Regions from separate parts of the Sus scrofa genome. Here region 1 is linked to region 2. Evidence: chromatin contacts called from public Hi-C data. All regions are on one chromosome and are shown on one strand. The core of a region is the stretch at or near the end of the contact, and the rest is flanking DNA. Distances in the headings are between cores, read along the strand shown. Region 1 has its middle 37 kb from the start of SMYD2. Region 2 overlaps PTPN14 (tyrosine-protein phosphatase non-receptor type 14).

What was found. Hi-C and Micro-C count contacts between places; a contact is called where the count stands out from the background.
Region 1: a contact with region 2 is called in a Hi-C map of liver, with 3 times the contacts expected there. The contact joins two enhancer-like sites. A contact is called at or near these places in 3 of 47 Hi-C or Micro-C datasets (heart right ventricle and liver).

The regions. Positions count from the first base shown.
Region 1 is chr9:129,349,856-129,356,538 of Sscrofa11.1, forward strand. No RefSeq gene overlaps it. Among named protein-coding and RNA genes, the nearest start is that of SMYD2, 37 kb to the left of the region's middle. Within about 2 kb of position 2,131, at least 5 of the 83 cell types and tissues checked have an H3K27ac peak or open chromatin away from gene starts, as enhancers often do. A contact at or near this core is called in liver, where this site is marked.
Region 2 is chr9:129,217,191-129,223,010 of Sscrofa11.1, forward strand. PTPN14 (tyrosine-protein phosphatase non-receptor type 14) reads left to right here. Exons shown (of 21, transcript XM_003130398.6): 16 at 4,786-4,929. Among named protein-coding and RNA genes, the nearest start is that of SMYD2, 96 kb to the right of the region's middle. Within about 2 kb of position 1,376, at least 3 of the 83 cell types and tissues checked have an H3K27ac peak or open chromatin away from gene starts, as enhancers often do. A contact at or near this core is called in liver, where this site is marked.

The DNA.
Region 1 (6,683 bases), core at 881-3,380, 130 kb after region 2:
AACGCTGGGGCTCGTTATAGGAACACATTCCCAGCCTCCTGCCCCATCAGCATCATCAGAATCTCCAGGTGTGGGTCCAGCAAAAGCAAGTGTGAAAACCAGTGAAGTAGACGAGCTCCGAAGGGCCTTCCATCTTCATGATTCTCTAAACTGGAAAGCTGCTTTAACACTTTGAAGTGTTTATTTGTCATTAACTCTCCAACCGATGGTTAAGTAAGGACACAGAGTTTTCAAGATTTTACCTATTTGAAGGGCAGATAGATAATACATCCTTGAAAGGAGCATGGAGGCAAAAAAACCAATCATATTTGATTTTCCAGTACCGCTTTCTATATTTTCCAAAGGATTGTGACCATTGTAATCACTTGCATTTGTGTATTTTGTTGTCAATGGCTTCATCTCATTTTCTTGCGTGGTTTTGCACCGTAATTCCCCCCATTCTCATCATGTTTGTCGGCTGAGACCTACCCTGACGGGTCAGAGAGGAGAGAAGCAGAGGGGTAAAGGCACAGAGAGCAAGAAGCAGTAAAAGGTAGCTTGTTGACCCTTTTGGTCATTCTGGGATTTTTGTATTGTCTGTCATCTGGCTAATTGCAATTTGGGAATTTATGGTTGTTCATCTTCCCTGAGTGAGCCACGTTTACTCTGCTGCTTTCTTGCCATGACTGATAATTAGCTGGTGACTTCTGTCCTTTGGAAATAGGCAAATTTGGAGTCACACTAGGTTGTTTTCACCACAGGGACGCTGCTGGGCCTTCCGCTGGTGGACAGCTACAGGGAAAGATTCCAGACAAGACCTGATAAAGTCTTGTGGGGGTGGAAATAACTATTCCTGAAGATTTTTTAAAATATACAAATCAGAGATGGGAAAGGACAGTTTTTCCTTTATTTTTAAGTGACTATAGTGTGGACCACTTTGGAGTTAAGACCACATGAAATAAAAAACAAAGACTAGAAAGAAGCTGCAGCCAAGAAGATAGGAAACAGTTTTTATATCACCGATGGCAAAGTTGGGTGAGAATGTTTCTGAAGGAAAAATGAAGATTTGGGGGGATATTCCCAGAGGCAATTAATTAGACCTTATCTTGGAAAATTGTGTGTGTGTGTGTGTATGTTTGGGGGTTGGAAGTGAACTGGGGGTGGGGATCAGTCTTTCTTAAAACTCACACAGCTACAAAGGAGGAGGAAAGGGTTATAAAATCACCTTGGCTAGATGCACCCAAGGAAAATCCCCAGGCCACCGTAAGGCAACAGCAACAAGCCCATTCCTCTCTTGTCTGGAGATAGGGTTTTGTGGAGAAGTATTCTGAAAGCCTCGGGCTGTGGGCAGGTGGATGTGAGCCTCTCGGAGACCTGGAGGAGAGCAGCATCCCGTCCTGGGGGCGGAAGAGGCAGCTGCGGGATGGATGCGGGAAACGAAAGGCCTCCTGGAGCCACGAAGGACATTCGTGGTGGAGAACAAACTCAGGTGCATGAAACACACACACACTCAATTACAACCCTATGAAAATATCTACCTCTGCACTAACAAGATGGGAGAGTCTTAGGATGGTATTAAAAGTTTCAAATTTCCTGTGTGTGTGTGCATGTGCAAAGTTGGTAAACATTTAAATTCTTTTAGAATAAAACATTAACAGCCAAAGGGATCAGAGTTCATTCATTCCACAAATATTGACTGAGAACCTCTTATCGTGCCAGGCGCTTTTCCAGCCTTTGGGCGGGCAGCAGTGGACAGGTTCCCCCTGTTCCCTCTCCTCAAGGCCGAAACACCAGCTTCCCTCGGGTGGGTGCTCAGCCCTGGCCACCCAGAGCCTGGACACACGCAGCCTCCACAGCAGGGAAGCAGAGAAACGCCCGCCCGACGGGCTGACATCCTCAGTGGCCTCTGAGTGAATGTTTTTATAGATATACATTGTTTTCGGGCTGTCCTTGGAAAAATCATCCTTTCTAATGTAAATTAGCTTATTTACCGTCAGGAAGTAGAACCAGTCCCAATTCTTCCCCTTTGACACTACTTTGAATTACTAACGTGGCTGGTGAGGGTGCTTTCATTTCCCTCCTGCGGAGCTGTCAATTTGGGAAGCGCGTTGCTCCTCCCACAACACCAGGGGCAGAGAGAGAGCAGTCCAAATGCAAAGTCACACGGAACCAAGGTGAAGGGACTCTGAAGAGCTCACTGCGCTCATCTCTTTACACACACACACTCCTGGAAATTGACATGAGGCTTTCGTGTCTGTGATAAAGAGATTTTGATTTCCTAGGTTACGTCGTACAGATCTGGAAACTCTAAAATGTGGCACCCATTAAGACATAGCATGACATTAAAAAAACATGCTGGGGCCATGTCTGCAACACTTCTTCAAGTGTTTAGGCCTTTGGCGTCAAAATCATCTGGACGGGTGGATGAAAGGGCAGAGTCCGAGAGACATTCCAGACCTGAGGAATCAATAGCTGGGGGTGTGTGGGGTGGGGTAGGTTGAGGGAAAGGCAGGGAGTTCTTAGCAATCTTCAGTTTCAATAAGCAGCCTGGGAAATTCTGGCGCACCCCCTATTTTATGATCAGGTGTTTTAGGGCATGAAACAAGAAGGCTCTGACACCTATTTCCAGTTGAAAGGTAGGGCCAAGAACAGTTTACCATCTGCCAAGAACCACTGCATCTTGTTGATGCTGCTTTTAGGCTGGTCCTTGGCATGGAAGCTGCTATGCATTGGAGAACGACCATTAACTTGGTTTGTAGGGTGATGGTAGGGGGGCCTAGCCCTTTCTCAAGGTCAAAGGGATCCTACACATTTGTGGGGTAAATAAGAACTTAGACTCATGTTACCTGGGGAAGGTTTGCTTTGGTGGTTAGTCTGTCCTGCCCTGCGGAGCCATCCGACCTAGACTGATAGTCATTGCCTGATCGGCCCTGTTGGCCACGGAGGCAATTCCTAACTAAATGAGGGCTTTTCTCATTTACAAGCAGCAAGTCAAAATCCCCAAACATTTTCTTGTACAATTTTAGACTCAGTTTCTATTTAAAATTATTTGAAAATCTATATAAGAGAGTGTTACAGATCTAAAGTAAGACTTCTGAGGGTATGGTGTGACAATTACCCCACGGACGTCTCATTTTGAACAAGCCAGTCAACACCGGCGTTAAGACCCCGGAAGAAGCCTGCAAGCTGATCTCTTGGGATTGATGCCTCCATCGGCCCCCTTCCTGCACAGGTTCCCGACTGTACCTTTCTTTCCTATTCCCTTGGCTTTCTCCCTCTCAATGTCTTCTCTTAGAATGTTCTTGATCACATGATTGGCATTCTGATTTCCAAATGCTTCCCCCCCCCACAACTTTATATTTTCTCACTTTCCCCTCATCTTCTAGGCTTTACCAATTCTCAGAGGAGGAGTTTTTGAGGATAATTCTAAAAACCTTGGAGAAGAGGTCTGACTATGGGTCTGTCTTCGTTCCATGACCTTCTGCCCGCACCTCCTCCCTGAGGAGAGGAACGCAAATGAACAAAACAGACCTGTCTTAGAACAGTGCACTCAGGGAGTTCCCAGGTCATTATACTTGATTGAATAATGTTGATGATGATGACGCTGATGATGGTAAATGTTTATGACCCCATCAGGTCTGCCTAACGCCACCAGAGCCTCCCTTTAATTGTTCTAGACGGAGTTCGGTTCTTTAGCAGTGGTACCCTCCCATCCAAAATGGCAGCATAAGTCAATGATGGTGATTCCTCTCCCAACATGCAGCTCATCAGCATCCCGTTAGACATGGGAGGGAGGAAGTGATACACTAAATACAAGACAGCTTGATAGAAAACGGGAATAGAAAGGCACCGAAAAACATTTATGAATGAATGAGTCCAGATGCAATCTTTGTAAATAACAATGGTCTGGAGGAAAAAAAAAAAAAGAAATGAAAGATTTGTACCATTTAGATTCACGAGATTAGCTGAATTGAATTAATTAGCCTACTAATATTGTAGCATCGTAAAACAGAAAGCACTCAATAAATATTTGATGACTGCCTTGCAGAAAAGTGTGTTTTTGTTTTCCTCATTAAAATGTGTGAATAAACAAAGCTAAAAATATATTGTTCTCCATGTGGGAAGGGCATGATCACTAAAAATTAATCTGTTTCAAATATTTCCACAAATTATCAGCTACTCTTTAAGGACTCTAGGGATTGTTGACATTAACCAGGATTTCCAGGAAATCAAGATTTGATTCAAATTGAGAGATGTAAGATTTTATGAACCCAAAGATTTAAAAGGCATTAAAATAAATATTGACTAATCCCTCAGGGAAATCAGTCTAGGATTAGATTGTGTTCCTATGACAAATCAGAAATTCTCAAGGAAATGGATTAAAACACCATGCACATATTAAAATCTGCGTTTTATCCGGCAAATGTGAAGAATAATACTCATAGGTTGATATTTTGTAAAATTTGTAATTCTTGTTTGCACAATTTACTCAATTATATTTAAATGTATTTTAAATACGATATATAGTATAAATAGGAATATATTTAAATGACATTTAAATATGATATCATGCCAAGAACAATTGGCTATTCTGTTGATTTTTCAGGGGAAAATAATGCTTATATCTGAAAGTATATGATCATAGAATGACATGGTGATAAAGATGTTTATAGACTTTGTAGAGAAACCCTTCTCTTTTCATAGGGGAAACAGGGCTGAGAAGGATGATAACTACTCTAAATCGTCCCCATAGTTCTTAGCAGATATGGTCGAAGTTTGAGGCCCTGGATTTATATCTTCCCCACAATCACCATCTTGGACCAAGGGCCCTTCAAAAGAGAGAAGCAACCAGCTGAGCTGCCTCTTGAAACTTCTCCTGATTAAGTCACTTTAATGCTAAAAATGTAATAGAAGAGGAAGAATTAATTCCTTGCAGGAGAAAGAACCAACTGTTCACTAAAGCCTAACGGAGTTTAGGGAAAAAAAAAAAGACCCCATGGAGGGATCTGTGTAGCTACCAACAGACTCAAAAATAACAGTAATGATAACTAAAATATTTTCCGTGTGTTAACCATTTTAAATGTTTTTTACTTCATTCACTTTTTTTTTTTTTTTTTTTTTTTGTCTTTTGCCATTTCTAGGGCCACTCCCGTGGCATATGGAGGTTCCCAGGCTAGGGGTCTAATTGGAGCTGTAGGCACCAGCCTACACCAGGGCCACAGCAATGTGGGATCCAAGCCGCATCTGCAAACTACACCACAGCTCACGGCAACGCTGGATCCTTAACCTGCTGAGCAAGGCCAGGGATCAAACCTGCAACCTCATGGTTCCTAATTGGATTCGTCAACCACTGTGCCATAACGGGAACTCCTTTCATTCACTTTTGAGTAGCATGATTTCACTTAATCTTCCCAATAATCTCCTAAGATAATCAGTATAGTTATAATATGTGTTGTTATCTGCTGTAGATGAGAAAATGGGTTCAGACAAGGTAAGTATAACTTGCCTCTGGGTTTATAGCTGGTAAACCAGAATTTGAAAGCAGGCAGTCTGACTATAGACCCTCCACCAGGCTTTTCATCTTTCCACTCACAGCCCACGGAGGAGGGAAATTTACTAGAAGAGATAGAGGAGAAGGTCTGGGTGGCCTTGCTCCCAGAGCAGCTCATTTGGCGTCCCCAGGATTCAGTGAAAATCTATTATGAAACTACATCTGAGAAGCAACCCACCGTTTCTTGTCAACCGTGAAATGAAAACTCCCACCCCGTAAAATACAACACAAACCCTGTGTTTTTGTTTGCTTACTTTGGTAATACCTTATTGACGAGGTTTCCTTAGCAGGGTCACTGTTTTTTTTTCACTGGGCTACTTTGAAATATGAAGTTGGAGTATCTTCAATCTGTGGAAGATGGTCCAACACAGTGCTGTTTCTCAAACTCTGTGGTCTCAGAACTGCTTCGCACTTGAAAATTGTTGAGGACTCCAAAGAAATTTTGTTTATGTGGGTTATTCCCATGAATGAAAGTTAGAAATGAAAAGTGATCCATTTTTTTTTTTAGCATTCCAGAATACACCAGCCCACATTCTAGTAGCTGTCAGAGGGCTGCTGTCAATGCACGGCTTCGGGAAAACTAGATTGTATATTCATGAAAGAGAAAAACAAAGTGATGGTATTATGAAAATAGTTTTGGTCACAGAGAAGCTCGCTGCTATAATGGGCATCTGTTATTATTGTTCACATTCTGGCTCTGGCAGTGACTAACTGGCCAAGCTGCTCCATCGCACTGGGATTCAGTTTCTTCATCTTTAAAAAAGATTAAAAAAAATGGGGGGGGGGGAGGCTGCACCCGCAGAAGTTCCCAGGCCAGGGATCAGACCTGCGCCACAGCCACAGCAGTGACAGAGCCAGATCCTTACCTGCTAGGCCACCAGGGAACGTCTCAATTTCCTCATCTTAAAATGTGTATAACAGTGTCAACACTAGGTTTGGTGTTAGTGTTCAATGACTAGTGTACGTAAATACCATTGCAAGGCTCCAGGCGAGCCCTTGATACCGGTAGCTGTTATTAACATGGGTTGTGTACCTGACTGAGACGTCCTGGCCCCCCAGCATCATTATGCAGCAGAGCAGAGAGGATCTGCCCCCAGAGAGTGTTACATTATCCGTCCTAATGGGGTCCTATCCAGACTGTTCTTCCATCCCC
Region 2 (5,820 bases), core at 126-2,625:
GGGCATGTGGCAAGGATTTAAAAATCACTTGGCATTCAGACGGGTAGTGTTTCATTTCCCAAAACTTCGTTTTTGTTCCTTCAAATCCACATTCCATTCTCATGCATGGCTTCTCCTAGGTGTGCATGGTGCCAGGTTTTGTGATGGAATTAGGGTCTCGGAGGTGGGTGGTGTTGCAGTTGGTGTCTGGACAAGCCACTGGGTGCTTATTCACGGTCAGACTTCCCATTGCATGAGCCGCTAGGGACTTGCCTTCCTTCATCTCTGGGTGTTTTGGTTTTGTCAGGGGAACCCATGTTTGCCCCCAATGTGATGTTAAAAGAGCAGTATCCCATCAAAGCACAGCTTTCTGTGTGGATCTAGATGGCACAGTGGCTCATCGATATAGACGATGCTGTGTCTGGCTTTATGTTCAAATCTCCTTTCAATGGATTATAAGAAATTCAGACTTAAGCATTGAGCTTCAATTCACCACTGAGCTTATTCTATCAAGAGTTCACACGTGCATAATCACACACACACCTGCACACACAACATGTGAGGATGCCTGATATTAGACATAAGTAGCCCTTCTTCAGGGTGTGTGTCATCCGGAAGGCTGGTGTGTGGCCAGAGCAAGGGTGTGCAGGAAACAGATGGAGGCCTGGTACAGCAAAGTCACTTATCTCTCACTCCTGAGAAAATTGCTACATCGTAGTTCCCACTTTAAAAATTATTTCACAGTGCCATTGTTGCTTGTCCTGGAAATTTTTCTTTCTTTTTTTTTTTCCACTTTTTAGGGCCACACCTGTGGCATATGGAGGTTCCCAGGCTAGGGGTCCAATCGGAGCTATGGCTGTCGGCCTACACCACAGCCACAGCAACGCAGGATCCGAGCCACGTCTGTGACCTACACCACAGCTCTTGGCAATGCCAGATCCTTAAACCACTGAGTGAGGCCAGGGATCGAACCCACCACCTCATGGTTCCTAGCCGATTCGTTTCCACTGTGCCACAGCAGGAACTCCTGCCCTGGAAATTTTCATTCTCTTAAAAAAACAGAAATCTTCTCATTATAAAATCGACTCAAACCCAGACTGACTTCTCTCTGCAGGTACCACACCTGTACCATAAGATAGCCAGGGCTTATTTTAGGAACCACAGAGCAGTGGGAACTGAAAATTTGCTTTGATGGAGTTCTTTTAGATGCTCATTTTTCAGTCTCCCCAGTGCTCCACTGAAAATCAACCTGTAAAGAAGAGGAAGGAGGCAGAGTTTTAAGGAAGCCAAGTTCCTAGGTTTAGGAATCTAACCCATAGCAACGTCCTACTTTAGACAAACCTTCAGAACATTCGCAGCCTCACAGTGTTGGCCTTTGGCAGAGTGTTGCTAAGACTTTGGTACCGGCATAACTTTTTCCACTTTTCGCAAACCTAGAGGGAAATTGTGAAAGATGTGCCTGTGCCTCTGGCAAATTAAACTGTTTGGTTGAGGGATGGAATAAAATGCGGGGGTGGGTGCCTTGGGGGAGAGCTTTCCGAGTTTGGAAAAAGTAATCATTGGTAAAAAACAAAAAAAGGGATTTTCAGCACTGCTTGGCCTCAGGCCCTTTGACACAACTCTGCATTGAGAACCTGTCAATCTCATCAATCTAGTCATTCAGCTTTGCTAATTACCCTGCCTCTTGCCTATTTCTTGCCACCTACTTGGTCCCCTAGCCTCATTTTGGTTGTCTTCATCCTCTTCTCTGGTTACCTGTATGAAACAAAAGCCTATGGCTAACTAAATTCAGAGCCCTGGCGCCCTACGTCAGCTTCATGCATTGTCACCAAGGAGCGGGAGCCTTTTCCACTGTTTGTCGCATGTGCTTTCCCATCTCATCCATTTGGGGAATAGAGACTAGTTGATATTACCCCTCGCTAGGGCAGGAATGCCAGTACCCATCCCTATGGCACCTCCCTGACTTTTCCCCAAATTCTACGCACTTGTGAGCTCAAGGACTGCCACCCTTGGCTGGCATCTCGACCTCAGAGCAGGTCTCAGAGGCTCTTCAGGGGGCCAGTGGCTCCAGTGTGCCAGGCAGGATGGCGGCAGTGCCACTGTCCCTGAAGCTTGGAATGGGTCTTTGTTTTCTTTAATCAAGAAACTCACTGCGGAGTTCCTGTTGTGGCGCAGCGGAAACAAATCCAACTAGGAACCAAGAGGTTGTGGGTTTGATCCCTGGCCTCGCTCAGTGGGTTAGGGATCTTGAGTAGCTGTGAGCTGCGGTGTAGCTTGCAGTCACAGCTCAGATCTGGGGTTACCGTGGCTGTGGTGTAGGCCGGAAGCTGTAGCTCTGATTGGACGGACCCCTAGCCTGGGAACCTCCATGTGCCGCAGGTGCGGCCCTAAAAAGCAAAAAGAAAGAAACGGTGCCATGCCCTCCCCACATCTCAGATGCTGTCTGCCCTCCCAGAGGAGGCTGTCAGGGCCTCTGTAGCATAAGAAGGCAATGAGAACGTGTAACTCAGTGGAACTGGAGGGGCAGCCATGGTGGGAATTTGCCCTGCAGGCACCTCTCCGCAATTCTGGAGCTGCTTGTCCAATTGATGGACGATTCAGGCCTGTTGTCTTAACACCTCCTTCTTCTGGCTCTTAAGGCTGCTTGAAGACACTTCAGTGTCTGGAGTCCCCTAACTCAAAATCAGGTACAGGGAAGAGAAAAGGCCAGATCACATCTTTGAATGAATTATTATTTTTTTTTATCTCTGGTAATAAGCTGATAGGGTAAGTGAGGAACTGCTAAGAGAAAGACAAGCTGCCTTTTGCTTCGGGCTCAGTTGGGGTCACCTTACGGTGGGGGTGAGAAGGAAGCTGGAGGACTGTCAGGAGGGCCTTAGAACCATTCCTCCCCCTCGAAGTTAGTGTTTTCTCAAAACTTTGGAGATGAGTGAAACAGATGCTTAAAGAGATAACGGGGGTGGGGGGTGGGATTCTCCTTCACAAAAGCAAACTCATAAGCAAATAAAGTAACAAAACCCCCCAGATTCTCAACAGCTGCCTGGGATTGAGAAACCAGGGCAGTTCTTAAGAATATTATACTTTTTTGTCGATATTGGCACTTTTCCCCTTTCTCATAGTTCATCCTCCTCTGAGATGCCCCTTGTATCTGATGGGGCTCAGCCCCGTCACTGGACGAAGCATCTCACGGACAGGATCACTCACAAAGGCCAGGGCTCCATTCTGACTGTAGGTGCCTTGAGGGGAAGTAGGGACGCTTGCGGGGGGTATAACACAATCCCCTCCACCCACGGTTAGAATCATCCACTCTGTCATCTACCAACACCATGGTCTTGTCAAGATGCTTCTCTGGCGAGGAAATTTTAATGTTTAATTTCTATTGGTTTGTTTTTATGGCTGTACCTGCAGTGTCTTTGGAAGTTCCCAGGCCAGGGATTGAATGCGAGCCACAGCTGCGGCACTGCTGGATCCTTTAACCCACGGCGCCGGGCCAGGGATCCCACATGTGGGAATGGTGTTCACAGAGTGTAAGCAAATTCCAAAGAAAAAGGCAAAGGGCATTTGCAGCACAGCGGCTCTACCAGAAATGCTGAACGCAGCCAAATCCCAGAGGTGGTCCCCGGTGAGGACTCAGGTTGCTGCAGTTGGATTCTTAACCCACTGCGCCGCAGCAGGAACTCCTGGGGAGTAAACTTTTAAATGACAAAGAAAAAAAAAAGGTGCCTGAAGGTGTGATGAGAAACCAGGGGTAGGATGACTCCCTCCTCCGTGGAACCCAAAGGACCCCGCAAATTGGCTTCACTTCCGTGTGGATCAGACTCTTAAACTCTGCAGGACCCATCTGTTGGCATGCTTTATGAAGTCCCTGTGTTCTTCTGTCTTGTAAGCCAAAATGATGTGCTGGGGACGGGGGGAATGCTCCTTGCCTGAAGTGAGTAAATGGAGATTCGTTCATACCTCCATCAGCAGAGAGGACGTGAGACCAAACACCCGGGGCGCCCACTGATCCCGTTTCGGGGCGTCTGCAGGTGAGGAGAGAGAGGAGTCAGACCGCCACAAGCAAGGGCCAGGTGTGAGCCTCTGAGCATTTCCCAGTGTGGTCTCTCTGCTCTGCCTCGGGTCCGTATTCTCCCACAGCTCAGTCACATCTGGTGATGCCCACTGTGGCCCTCAGGGGTCATGCTCTGCATTCCTTCGGGCCCGCTGGATGGAGCAGGAGGGGTAATGCCAGCTGGGTCATCTCAGGTGGGCCCAGGCTTGGGTATTAGCGAGTTTGCTAAACCACATTGGCCCTCGTTCTGGGGCTAGGATTTCCTGGGGACCAGATTCAATACAGTCTTAGCCCCTCTAGTGGAAACTTGGGAAGGTTTTTCTCCACTTATGTATGTATCTCACGTCTTCAAAGAGCAACACATAGTTTTTATAAGGTTTTAACCCTTTCCTCTGCATAAAAGGTCCATCACTGTGATAAGGTTTGAAACCGTTTCTCTTTCCCTTGTCTCATCTTCAGCCTTCATCTTCCTCAAGTGTCTCACTCTGCATTGTTTTTCTGTGAGCCCCGTGGCAGGGTGTGTTTGTAGGGAGTCTTTGCTCTTGTTTGTTTGTGTGTTTGTTCCTTCCAACATTTTAAAATAAAAGCTCAGGAGGCCTGGAGGAGCCGTGGGAAGGCTGTGTTTGAATGTGCCCCGCTAATGGTGATTGTCTGCATTCCTTGGCTGGGGAGTTGCAGATTTGGGGAGATTAAAACACATTCCAGCATTCTCCTGCTATTACAAACAATGAAAACATGCCTTTTCTTGCCGCAAGAATCTAGAGAAGCAGAAGATGGCAGGCCTGGAGGCGCAGAAGAGGCCACTGATGTTGGCAGCGTTGAACGGACTCTCAGTTGCTCGGGGCTCGGGGAGGGAAGAGAGCCGCGTTGATGCCGCTCGCGTTCCCATGGACGAGAGGGTAAGCGCTGGGCTCGTCAAACACGTGACTCATTCTCTGGGGTCTTTGGATTCCAGCACTCTCTCCTTGTTCAGACATGCCGGCACCAAGGTTTCTCTGACGGATTCATTCTTCACGTTGAAGGTGAGTGAGACCTGGTCTGTGCTGCACAAAATTGATCCTTTCCAACATCTCATGGGGTTTTGGTCAGGTTGGGTCAATGACACCACCTGAAGAGCCCTGCCCCTAACGAGCTGTGTGGCCTTGGTCCAGTCACTCAATTTCTCTGGGCCTCTTTCTTTTTCTCACAAAACTATTGCTGTAGCTCTCCATTGCTATGCTCTCTGGGCGGGGGCGGGGGGACACATACCCTTTATTGGGGTGATTCTTTTTGATTATTTTGCACACGCATTTATAGGATTCTTTTATGGCCCTTTACGTGGCTATAACATATGGCTGATGTATAATTGTTAGGGTAATGCACTGTGAGAACTTGGGTTTTGGAAAGCAAACAGAGGTTGCATGGTAGTCTTCCTTCAGAGGAAGAAACGTGTTCCTTTAGCTCTTGAAATTGCTGTCAGGTTAAGAAACAGGTTGCGAACAAGATGAGGTTGTCAGTTTTTGCCAGCATATATGAAGTATCAGAATGCTCTCAGAGCCAGAAGGGTCTTTAAGAGGAATCGTTTCCTCCGATTAATACCGTGTTATTGTAATCACTCACTTGGCCTGGGGAGTGGGGAGAGGGGGCATCTAATCCTTAGACCTAGAGAACCGTGGGCCAGTGTATCTTAAAATACAGTGAAAATAGTTATGTCAGTGGCGAAAAGGATGTTTGGATAATGATTCACCGTCTCCTTATCACTGGACCTTTAAACAGAGATGCTCATTTAAAAAAAAACACTGATTTTGAGC